Linked DNA regions of Ovis aries: region 2 is linked to region 1. A link is a contact called in public Hi-C data. All regions are on one chromosome and are shown on one strand. Each heading gives the region's core, a stretch centred on a gene start, on an enhancer-like site or on the middle of the called end of the contact. The rest is flanking DNA. Distances are from core to core; before and after follow the strand shown. Region 1 holds the start of DUSP3 (dual specificity phosphatase 3). Region 2 holds the start of NAGS (N-acetylglutamate synthase).

Region 1 (4,954 bases), core at 1,249-3,748:
GTGAGTAAGCACTTGGGGAGCCAGTGGAGGTTACAAAACATTCGATCTGAATAGTCAAAGGGCTGCTTTATTTCATCTCACAACAACGTCCCAATTCAAACAGCAGTTTACACTTTACACAAGGCCTTCTCCTGCGTGATCTTGTTTGCCTGTCACATCAGCCCTGGGAGGAAGGAAGGACAGAGCTTCAACTCTGGCCCGACAGGACAGACGAAGGACGTGCATATGCTCTCAAGGGCTGCTGCATGGCAGGGCTGGGAGGAGGCCTCTTTTCTCCCGACACAAGGCCTGCTCTATCTTCCCCCTCACTCTGCTTCTCATGCCCACATCAACCACAAATCTCACGAGGCAGAAAACGGGGCTCCTCCAGGTTTCACTCTGCCCTGTGAGCCCTGATCAGGGGTCCTGATTTTGTTAAAGCACTCCTGACAGCAAGGGGTAGGGGAGAAATAGGTACTCAGTCAATCCTCCCTGTGGAGCACTCCCCATGCCCCTGTGTCAAGGTCAGATTTGCTTAAAGGCAAGGGATGTGTTTTCTACAGTGGCCATTGGCACGTGCCACCCTTGACCACCACCAGATGGTCACATCTTTGGTTTCCACCTTGGAAGTAGTGACAGCTGACTGAGCCAAACTGCCCAAGAGAGCAGGGTTTCCAAGAGTGCAAGGCCCCTTGCTGCTTGGGTGGATGGAAAGGGGCTTATTCTCAGAACTCAGCAATTACTGAGGACTCTGGATGAGATTCTGGTACCCTTTGTTAGCTATCAGGACACTGCACGCAACTGTAAAGTTGCTCATTAAAAAGGCTCTAAAATAACTAACTTTGAAGAGTCACTGCCATTCATCTGCCTTCTCAAATACTAAGTCAACATTCAACAACTTTACCATCACTACTGTGAATGATGGCTTGTCTGGTGGCTCAGATGGTAAAGAATCTGCCTGCAATGCAAGAGACCCAGGTTCGATCCCTGGGTTGGGAAGATCCCCTGGGGAAGGGCATGGCTACCGACTCCAGCATTCTTGCCTGGGAAATTACACGGACAGAGGAGGCTAGCGCCGCTACAGTCCATAGGTGCGCTGAGTCAGACGCGACTGAGCAATTAACACACACACTGTGAATGAACCTTGTTCAGTACCTGACACCAGTGATGCTCCATGTGGTGAATGAGTGATAGATGGACGAGGTTGGCCCCCATGAAGCTGGGACCTGACTTCTAGACCCCCTAGTTCCGTGATGACCCCCATTTTTGCGGCAGTCCTTGGCAAAGTAAGCATCAGGTCCTAGTCCAGGACCTGGGATACAGACATGAACAAGATATTGACCCTAACCTCACAAGCCCTCACCTGCTCTGGGCCATCATTTCTTCCTGTGAAAAAGGAGAGAACCGGGTTAGACTTGCGGTTTCTGGGCCCACGGAGCTTAGGGCCTCAGGGTCTCATGAAAATCCAATCCAACCTCCTGTGCCCTCTGGAGGCTACACAGGCATGGCAATCTATTTTTTACTTTTGGCTGAGATTTCAACACCTCTCAAAATGGCTATCACTAGTTATCTCCTGCTGCTGAGAAATTCTTACTAGTAGTTTGACTATGAGAAAATGAGAAAATCGATTTGGTAAGAACTCCTAAGTGATAAATAATAAATGCATTTCCTGGTGGCGAGAAGGTCGGCAGCCTTTGCTAAGTGATGGCTCGGGTCCTCAAGGGTTTTATCATAAATTGGGTCGTTCTAGAATTCTAGATAAATCAAACTCTAAGTGGAAGGTAGGGGGAGGAGCGAGGAAACGTGGGCCCAGATCTCTGAACCCCCAAGTTTGGGATATGTCAATTCTCCGATCTAAGCCTGCCTCGCCGGGAAAATTCCACGCCCGAATTGTGACGTCACCCCGTTGCCATGGCAGCGAAGGCAGACATTCCGCGGTGACCTCACTGCAGAACCAGGCAGCTGTCACATGACGCGCGGGCCGGAGACCGGTCGGGCGACATAGGGCCACCTGTTAAGTGAACCTGGTCGCCCCGACACCGCCCAAGGCCGAGCACCTAGAGGGTGGAGGCCTCGGGCCGGACGCTGGCTGCCCGAGCGGCCCCGGCTCTCCACCACCCAGGGAAAGGAAGGACAGAGCTGGGATGGGGCGGGGTCCAGCCCCTCCGCCCCACGCACGAAGGGTGGGCGGTGACTCCAGCCCCCGCCCAGCCCCGGCCCCGGCTTCCGGAGGAGCGACCCCGCCCCGGCTCCCCCCACCCGCTCCCGCCGACGCCCCCACCCCAGCCCTCGGGTGGGCGGGGCGCCCCGGGGAGGGGCTGGAGGGGCGTCTCGGGGCCCGAGAGAGGCGACTCACGCGTTGCCCACGTAGATCCTGGGGGTGACCTCGTTGCAGGGCTGGCTCGGGAGGCTGTAGCAGCCGCTGCCATCCGAGAGCAGGTCGTTGAGATCCTGCACGGAGAGCTCGAACGGGCCCGACATGGCGGCGGCAGGGCCCTGCACGCCCGGGCAGCCTCGAGCGAGGGGAGAGCGGCCGGGTCAGCTGGGCGGGGGCTCCGGAGCCGGGACCCGCCCCGTCCCGCCCCGGAGGCGGGCCCGCAAGGCGCGGGAAGCGGCGAAGCGCGGGCGCCCAGGCGCGCTCAGCTCCGGAAAGTATGTGCGCCGCTTGGCGCCCGGGGGACGCGGGGAAAGACCTCTGGGCCTGAATCCGGGGCGGAAATGCTGCCACCCTGGAGTTTCGGAGAGTCCTCTTCCCACCCCCCGCTGAGGCATGGACGTGCAGTAGCTCCACTGGACTAAATGCAGGGCGCAATAAAAATTTTTCTTGACCGGGGGTACACCCAAGTGTCGCTTAATTTTCTCGGGATTACAGGGACACCCGGGTTCCGAGTGTGAGCTCTGACTGCCTGCTGCGGACCAGCAGCGTTGGCTTCACCCGGGAGCTGGTCAGAAATGTAAAATCTCCGCCCCCCCCCCCGCCCCCACCCCGCCGCCCAGCTCAGACCTGCTAAGGGAGGATGTGCATTTTACAAGCCCTGCTGGGGATCCCTACGAAGGTTAAAGGCTGAGAAGCCCAACTCGGGGGCACATTTCTTCCAGCCTAAAGCTTGGGCTCTATGCAAACAAGCATGGCATTCTGGCCCTGGGCAGTGACTTAACCTCTCTGAGCCTGTTTGTTGAAAAAAAAAATGGGGGTAATAAAAGCACCTAACTCCTAGGGCCTTTTGAAAGATTCAATATAACATTCCAGGAAAGCGCCCAAGCTTTGCATAGTGAGTACTAGGTAGGTGTTCTCCCTCCAATAGCAAACTTGTAGCGCACCCTCTAGGCGCTACACCTCCTAGAGCAGCTGCCAGCCCACTACAAGCCACATGATGTCAGCAACTCATCATTTACTGAGGTCCGGCTACCAGTAAATGACCATCCTCCTCCACTGGCATGAAAATGGCAGATCTCCACACCCTCCAAAGAGCAACTGTGGTGCTGAGAATTCAGAAAACCCACATCCCGAGCCCAGTTCTGCCACTAACTTTCTCTAGAGCAGTTTGGTTGTTGCTCTGGACTTCAGTTTCCCCATCTGCAAAATGAAGACATTGAATCAAATTATCATTAAGGATCTTGTATTGATATCTCCAATAGCTGTAGTCTCACACCTTCGGGGAAACCATTGCAGTGGAGACTACACTTGAAGCCCAAGGTGTATCACAGCCCCCCCACCACCACCACCTCATGCCTTCCCACCCCTTCCAGACAACAAATTTTTTCCTGCTGCCTTTGGTGGCACCTGCATTCCAGGCAGGTGGGAAATCTTCTGAGCCTCAGTCCCCATCTTGGCTTGGACCTAGGTTAACTTTCAAAAGAGAAGCCCAGGGACAACCAGGCATGCTCCACTGCTCCTCTTTCTTCCCTGGGGACCTGTCCCTGATGTCATAACTGGGTAACTATGACAACACATCATGGACCGCTAAGTACCTCACAGAGGTACTTAGAGGCCTGGGTGCCTCATTTCAGAAGTGAGACTAGGAAGAGAAGATGAACAATTCCCTGGATTATCTGGCCTACCCTGTAATTGTCTCTAATCATAGACAGAGCACATCCTTCAGGAAGAAGCTGGACTTTGGCCACTATGCATTTCATAAGAATAGAATACAAATAGGTATGTGGGGCAATTTAAACTGGACACTATGACTAGGATTCTGAAACGGCTCACCTTAAGAGATATTGATGGTAAACCAGAGCAGTACACAGCTTTGCAATGATATGGCCTTATCTGCTGAGTCTGATCAAGACGACATTAGCGTCAGTGACAAAATTTATCTTCCACCAGGGAGTTCCCTTGATGGAAACACTCATTTAAGCTCTTTCAAGCCAAAAAGCTAGACAGAGGATGAGACTGCAGCATTCAGTAGCCAGGTTAGTCATATTGGGAAAGAGTGGGAGAAAGGCTCTTTCATTAGCTTCAAGGAACATTTCTGTCTGTAAATTTTATTTTTCTCAGCTCTCATCATGCTTTCATGTCTGCTCAAAACTCTTCAAAAGATGTCAGTTTGGGAAAGTCAACTAAACCAGAATCCCTGAACTGAATTGGTTCAGAATTCAAACTTGTAATGTTTTAATCAGTGTCATTGTGTAGAATGTGAGCAGAGTCTCTAAGGCTACTAACAGGATACCTGTGACATAACATTGCTCTCTTTCCTTCCTCTCCAGTGAAGCCTACTGTTGATACCAAACCTCCAGCAGCGCACACACATCACATCTTAAAACTGAGCAAACTGCAGGTATTTGTTCTTGCCATCTGCAGATGTACCTTATCTATGTCCCAAAGAGGTCCAGTTTCCCAGAGCCTTCTAAATACCCACTACTTCCTCCTCCTCTCCATACACCACCCCTGGATTCCTCAGCCCTGCTCTTAGTCTCCACTGTAGCCCCCAGTTTGCCCCTTTCCCATAACCCCACAGGAGGGGGATGCTCACCA
Region 2 (4,954 bases), core at 1,534-4,033, 190 kb after region 1:
CCTGCCCAGATTCCTGTTGCCTCCATGTCCACGTATACTAAGTGGCAGCCAAGGAGGACTCTAACGGGAGGGAAAACCTTGACCCTCCAAACCTGCCCCTGTGTCCAGGGCTGAGGCCCCTGCTGAGGGGAGGTGTCTGGAGGAGTTAGAAGGTTATTTCTGCTCCCAGCATCTTGAGGACCCAAGACCTGATAAGTGCCCTGGGACTTCCTTGATGGTCTAGTAGTTAAGAATCCACCTTGCATTGCAGGGGATGCAGGTTGCATCCCTGGGCAGGGAACTAAGATCCCACATGCCTTGTAGCAACTAAGTGTAGCTTGCTGCAACTACTGAGTCCCCATGCTACAACACCACGTGATGCTCCCACATGATGTAACAGAGATACTATGTGCTGCAAGTAGGCCTTACGCAGTCAAATAAATAAATATTAAAAAAAAAAAGATAGGAGCCCAGTTCTGAGCCCATTGACAACAGATCTTGCTCTGAAAAATGAGGGAAAAACAAAATTCAAGCTGGAATCATAGACCAACAGTGATCCTGCAGGCCTTCAGGTCAGAGGGCGGGTTAGGCGAGGGTGCTGACCCCACACACCCACAGACGTCTCCTCCAGAAGGCAGGGTCGGTTCCCAACCATAGGCTGGCCTGCCCCAGGGATAGTGACCCCAGGGTCATCTGGCCTGGAGTTAATCATCTACTTGGGGTATTCCTGGGTCCCATTGGCTGTCTGCGGACACAGCCCTCTGGGCTGAAGCCCAAGAAGAGGGAAGGAGATCCCCAGCCAGGGTGAGCCCCACCAGCCAGGGGAAATGGGGTGGATGCTCTTGGCTACTTGGGGCCCTCGGGAAGCCCCCCAGCTGAAGAGAGAGACACCAACCCTGCCCTCAGGGAGCCCAATCTGAAAAGAGAGGTCATCCTTGCCCTCACAAAGGCCCCGAGTTGGCAAGAGGCAGGACTCAACTGCAGCTGGCGGGGAAAGACCTGGAAGAATTGATGAGGGGCCAGGACAGAGGCAGGGATCCAGAGCAGCAAAGGCAGGAGAGACCCAGAACCGGGAAACTGAGTAGGGAGGTGTTGAGGAGGCACTCTGAGGAGGGGCTTGGATGGAGAGACCAGGAAGGGAAAGCACATTTGAGGGTGGGGCTCTCTGAGAGCAGAAAGAAGGAAAATCAAGATGCCCCAGTGGATTCTGGGAAGTGGGGGGCGGGCGGCAGCAGTAAGGAGAGAAGAGAAAGGCAGCCCTGGAGTTGGCCCCACAGGGCAAGGTGTACAAACCCTCCCTCTCATTGCTTCACTCTCTGTTGGAACTCAGAATTTCGAAGCAGGGAAATGGAAAAGTGAGCGGAAATCACAGAGGTCAGCTCCTGTCTCCTGCTGACAGGAGTCTCCTGCCCGGGACAGTACGTGCATGTACTGTGCTGTGTGCGTGTGTGCCTGCTTGTATAACGTGCACCTGTTCACGGGAAAGTGTCTTTTAATGGGGGAGGCCCAGGAAGGACTGGTGCATTCAGCTGGCATCCTCTGCAGTACTCAGGAGAGAAGAACCCAGACTATGCTCCCCACGCAAGCAAAGCCCCAGGAGTCCTGAGTTCCAGCACAGGGAACACAGAGCTGTGCAGGGGTGGGGCGGTGGGGGGGGCCCAAGGGTGCCAAGGGTCTGGCCGTGACACTAACAAGCTGTGTGACCTCAGCCAATTTGTCACCCCTCTGCAGTTGGTTTCACCCTCCATAAGGACAGAGGGTGGGACCCCATCAGAGGATAGTGTCCCCGAGGGCAGGATGTGTACCAGATTGCGCACTGGGTGTTTTTAAGCAGCACACGTATACAGTATTAAGCAATAATGAATCACATCCTATGAAAGTTTTCAAGTCCTTTGCACATCTTGCTTAATAACATGAATCAGGAACAAAACTGCTTTGCCTCAAAGACCACCTCCACTGCTAATGAACTGAATGACCTTGGCCCTCACACATTTCTGTGCCTCAGTCTCCTCATCTATAAAATGGGTATAATAAAAGTGTCCATTCTGGAGTCATTGTAAGGCTTCAGTGAGTTACTATTTGTGAAGTGCTTTGCATAGGGCCTGGTGTTCTGCATGTGTCAGCAGCTATTCTACCAAGGAAGAAGCGTCAAGCTTGCTATGGGATCTCTACCTTCCTAACCATCTTTGTTTCCAACAGAAGCAGTCAACACTATCCAGCTGGAATTTATAACATTTTTTAACCTGTTTATTTGTAAGGCTTTCTTACAAGTGACATCAGCTTTCTAGTTACAGTCCTGATGTGGATAAATTTAAAATTTATCCACAAAGACAAAATTCTTCAAGGTGGCACCCAGTGGCTGGGGTTTGGCAAACCCTGGTAACCTCCACGTGATTCCATCTTCTTTGAGCTCAAACGGGGCAGAGGCTTGCCCTACCCCCGGGCTTTCACTCTTGCCCCATAAGCCTCCTTCCTTAGTCAGGTGGCTGCTCTGCCCTCTTGCCCTAGTCAGACTCCTCCTTGGTTGTTCAAGACCCCGCTGAGCGCCAGAGCCACCTGTGGGGCCCCTGAACCCTTCTGAAACCGGCCTTGGCAGTAGCTTAGACACGCAGCCACCCTTTATCTCGGCCTCGTGACTCTCGCTAGTGGGTTCCGTCACCCCCCTCCAGGGGCGGGGAATCCTGTCAGCGCCGCCCTCTGACCCATGGCCCGACCCGCGGCCCCCTACCCCGTCGTCGCCCCGCCCCGAACGGCCCAGCCCCGCCCCGCGGCAGGTTAAGAGGCCCCTGAAGGCAGGAGCTCCTGACAGACGGTCACTAGTGGGGGGGCGATTCGGTCTGGTTGTCATGGCGACGGTGCGTATGGCCTGGGCCCTCTGGGCAGCGCCTGTGGGCGGGAGGCTCCGGGGACCCCGAGGCACGGGGAGCACCAGGAGGCTGAGCTGCGGCGCGCGGCGGCAGGCGACCAGGGGTACCAGCCCGGGACGCCGGCTCAGCACGGCTTGGAGGCCGGCCCAGCTAGCCCGAGAGGAGGCCGAGGGAGCCAAGGACGACGTCCATCCGTCTGCAGCGGAGGAGCCGTTGTGGACGCAGCCCCCCGCGCCCCCGGTGCCCCCCGATTCCCCGGGGCCCCCCGCCGGCCGCTCGCTGGTGCAGCGAGACATCCAGACCTTCCTGAACCAGTGCGGGGCCAGTCCCGGGGAGGCGCACCACTGGCTCACGCAGTTCCAGGCCTGCCATCACTGCGCCGACAGGCCCTTCGCCGTCATCGAGGTGAGCCGAGCCCGGCGTCTGGCTGGGTCGCAGACCGTGGGTGGGGGCTGTGTGCCGATGTGTCGCCGGGTCTGGCAGGACGGGCTGTCGATCGGGGAGGGGAACCAGGAAGGGGATCAACTGAGCCCTAACGAGCGCCCGGGACTGGGAGAGGCCGCGGCCCTCGAAAAGCCTGGCTCCTAGCCCGGTGAGGAGTCTGGGGTCTCCAGCCGGTGGAATAAGATGCGCCAGAGTAGTCCTCCCACCCTGGGCACAGTTAGGGGTTCAGTTGGCCATCGGGGAACCTGGAGAGAAGCTGCCTGTGTCACCCCTCCCCCTAAGGTGTCCTAGAGTCCAAGGTCGCAGGGAGCAGCCGAGCGACTAACGCTAGTGTGAGATAAGAGGATGATGGCAAGACCCAATGGGGCAAAGGGCAGAGCAGGTGGGCGCAGGTGACCAGAAATGGGGTCTGATAACTCCTGGGCAGGATGGGGACTCCCCCTCAGAGGGGACCCTGAGGACCAGGCTGGAGGAACGAGCAGGTGAGGAAGGAGTCAGGGTGGGCGTCGTGCCCCCTGAACGCCCACGCCTCCGCAGGTGGAGGAGGAGGTGATCAAGTGCCCGAAGGCAGTATCCAGTCTGGCCTTCGCCCTGGCCTTCCTGCAGCGCATGGACATGAAGCCATTGGTGGTCTTGGGGCAGCCTGCTCCCACGGCGCCCTCGGGCTGTCTTTCCTTCTGGGAGGCCAAGGCACAGCTCGCCCAGAGATGCACGGTGCTGGTGGACGCCCTGCGGCACAATGCGGCAGCCGCCGTGCCTTTTTTTGGCGGCGGGTCTGTGCTGAGCGCTGCTGAGCCAGCCCCTCACGCCAGGTGAGTGCCGACCCTGCCTGTCCCGGCTCCTCGGATCACGCCGCTCGGCCTGCGCAGCCCCAGCCCCGCGGGCCCGGAGGCGATCTCCTTGAGCCCCGCGTCTGGCCCACAGCTACGGTGGCATCGTCTCTGTGGAGACCGATCTGCTCCAGTGGTGCCTGGAGTCCGGAAGCATCCCCATCCTGTGTCCCATTGGGGAGACCGCCGCGCGCCGCTCGGTGCTCCTGGACTCGCTGGAGGTGACCGCGTCTCTGGCTAAGGCGCTGCGGCCCACCAAAATCATCTTCCTCAACACCACAGGCGGCCTGCACGACGGCAGTCACAAGGTATGTCTCTTCCTTTCGGGCTCCAGTCCCTGCGCCTCCGCACCTCCGCTGAGTGTCTCTCTTGCGGCCCCTGCACGCCTCCCTTATGGGCCCCAGAGTCAGTCTCTTCGAAGCCGCATGGGTCGGGAATGGAGTGTCAGGGAGGGATTCAGCCTACGGTGTTCAGATCTGAGCCCTCCCTGGTGGAGGACTCCGGGAGGAAGTAAGGGAAAAGGGGTTAAGTGAGGAGAGGTCCGTAGGGCGGGACGCAGTCCTGGTGCGGCTGCAGGTCGGAGGCTCACCCCCTAGTCCGGGACACAGGTCCTGAGTAACGTGAACCTGCCCGCCGACCTGGACCTGGTGACCAATGCCGACTGGGTGAGCACTAAAGAACGCCAGCAGATTCGGCTCATCGTGGACATACTCAGTCGCCTGCCCCATCACTCCTCCGCCGTCATCACCGCTGCCAGCATGTTCCTCACCGAGCTCTTCAGCAACAAGGGTGAGGGCGAGGGCAGGGGCGCGCCGGGTTTGGGGGCGCGCGGGG

The links. A called contact is a pair of places that touch in the nucleus more often than the background predicts.
Region 2: a contact with region 1 is called in a Hi-C map of tail adipose tissue, with 2.5 times the contacts expected there. The contact joins the promoter of NAGS here to the promoter of DUSP3 in region 1. A contact is called at or near these places in 3 of 16 Hi-C or Micro-C datasets (liver and tail adipose tissue).

Annotation. Positions count from the first base shown.
Region 1 is chr11:43,415,128-43,420,081 of ARS-UI_Ramb_v3.0, forward strand. DUSP3 (dual specificity phosphatase 3) reads right to left here and starts at 2,499. Exons shown (of 4, transcript XM_042256028.1): 1 at 2,336-2,499; 2 at 1,135-1,291. The coding sequence starts at 2,408. It overlaps CFAP97D1 (CFAP97 domain containing 1), which reads left to right and starts at 4,012. Exons shown (of 5, transcript XM_027975445.3): 1 at 4,012-4,135; 2 at 4,687-4,757. The coding sequence starts at 4,012.
Region 2 is chr11:43,601,422-43,606,375 of ARS-UI_Ramb_v3.0, forward strand. It overlaps NAGS (N-acetylglutamate synthase), which reads left to right and starts at 2,784. Exons shown (of 6, transcript XM_060394920.1): 1 at 2,784-3,251; 2 at 3,828-4,102; 3 at 4,215-4,428; 4 at 4,729-4,909. The coding sequence starts at 2,826.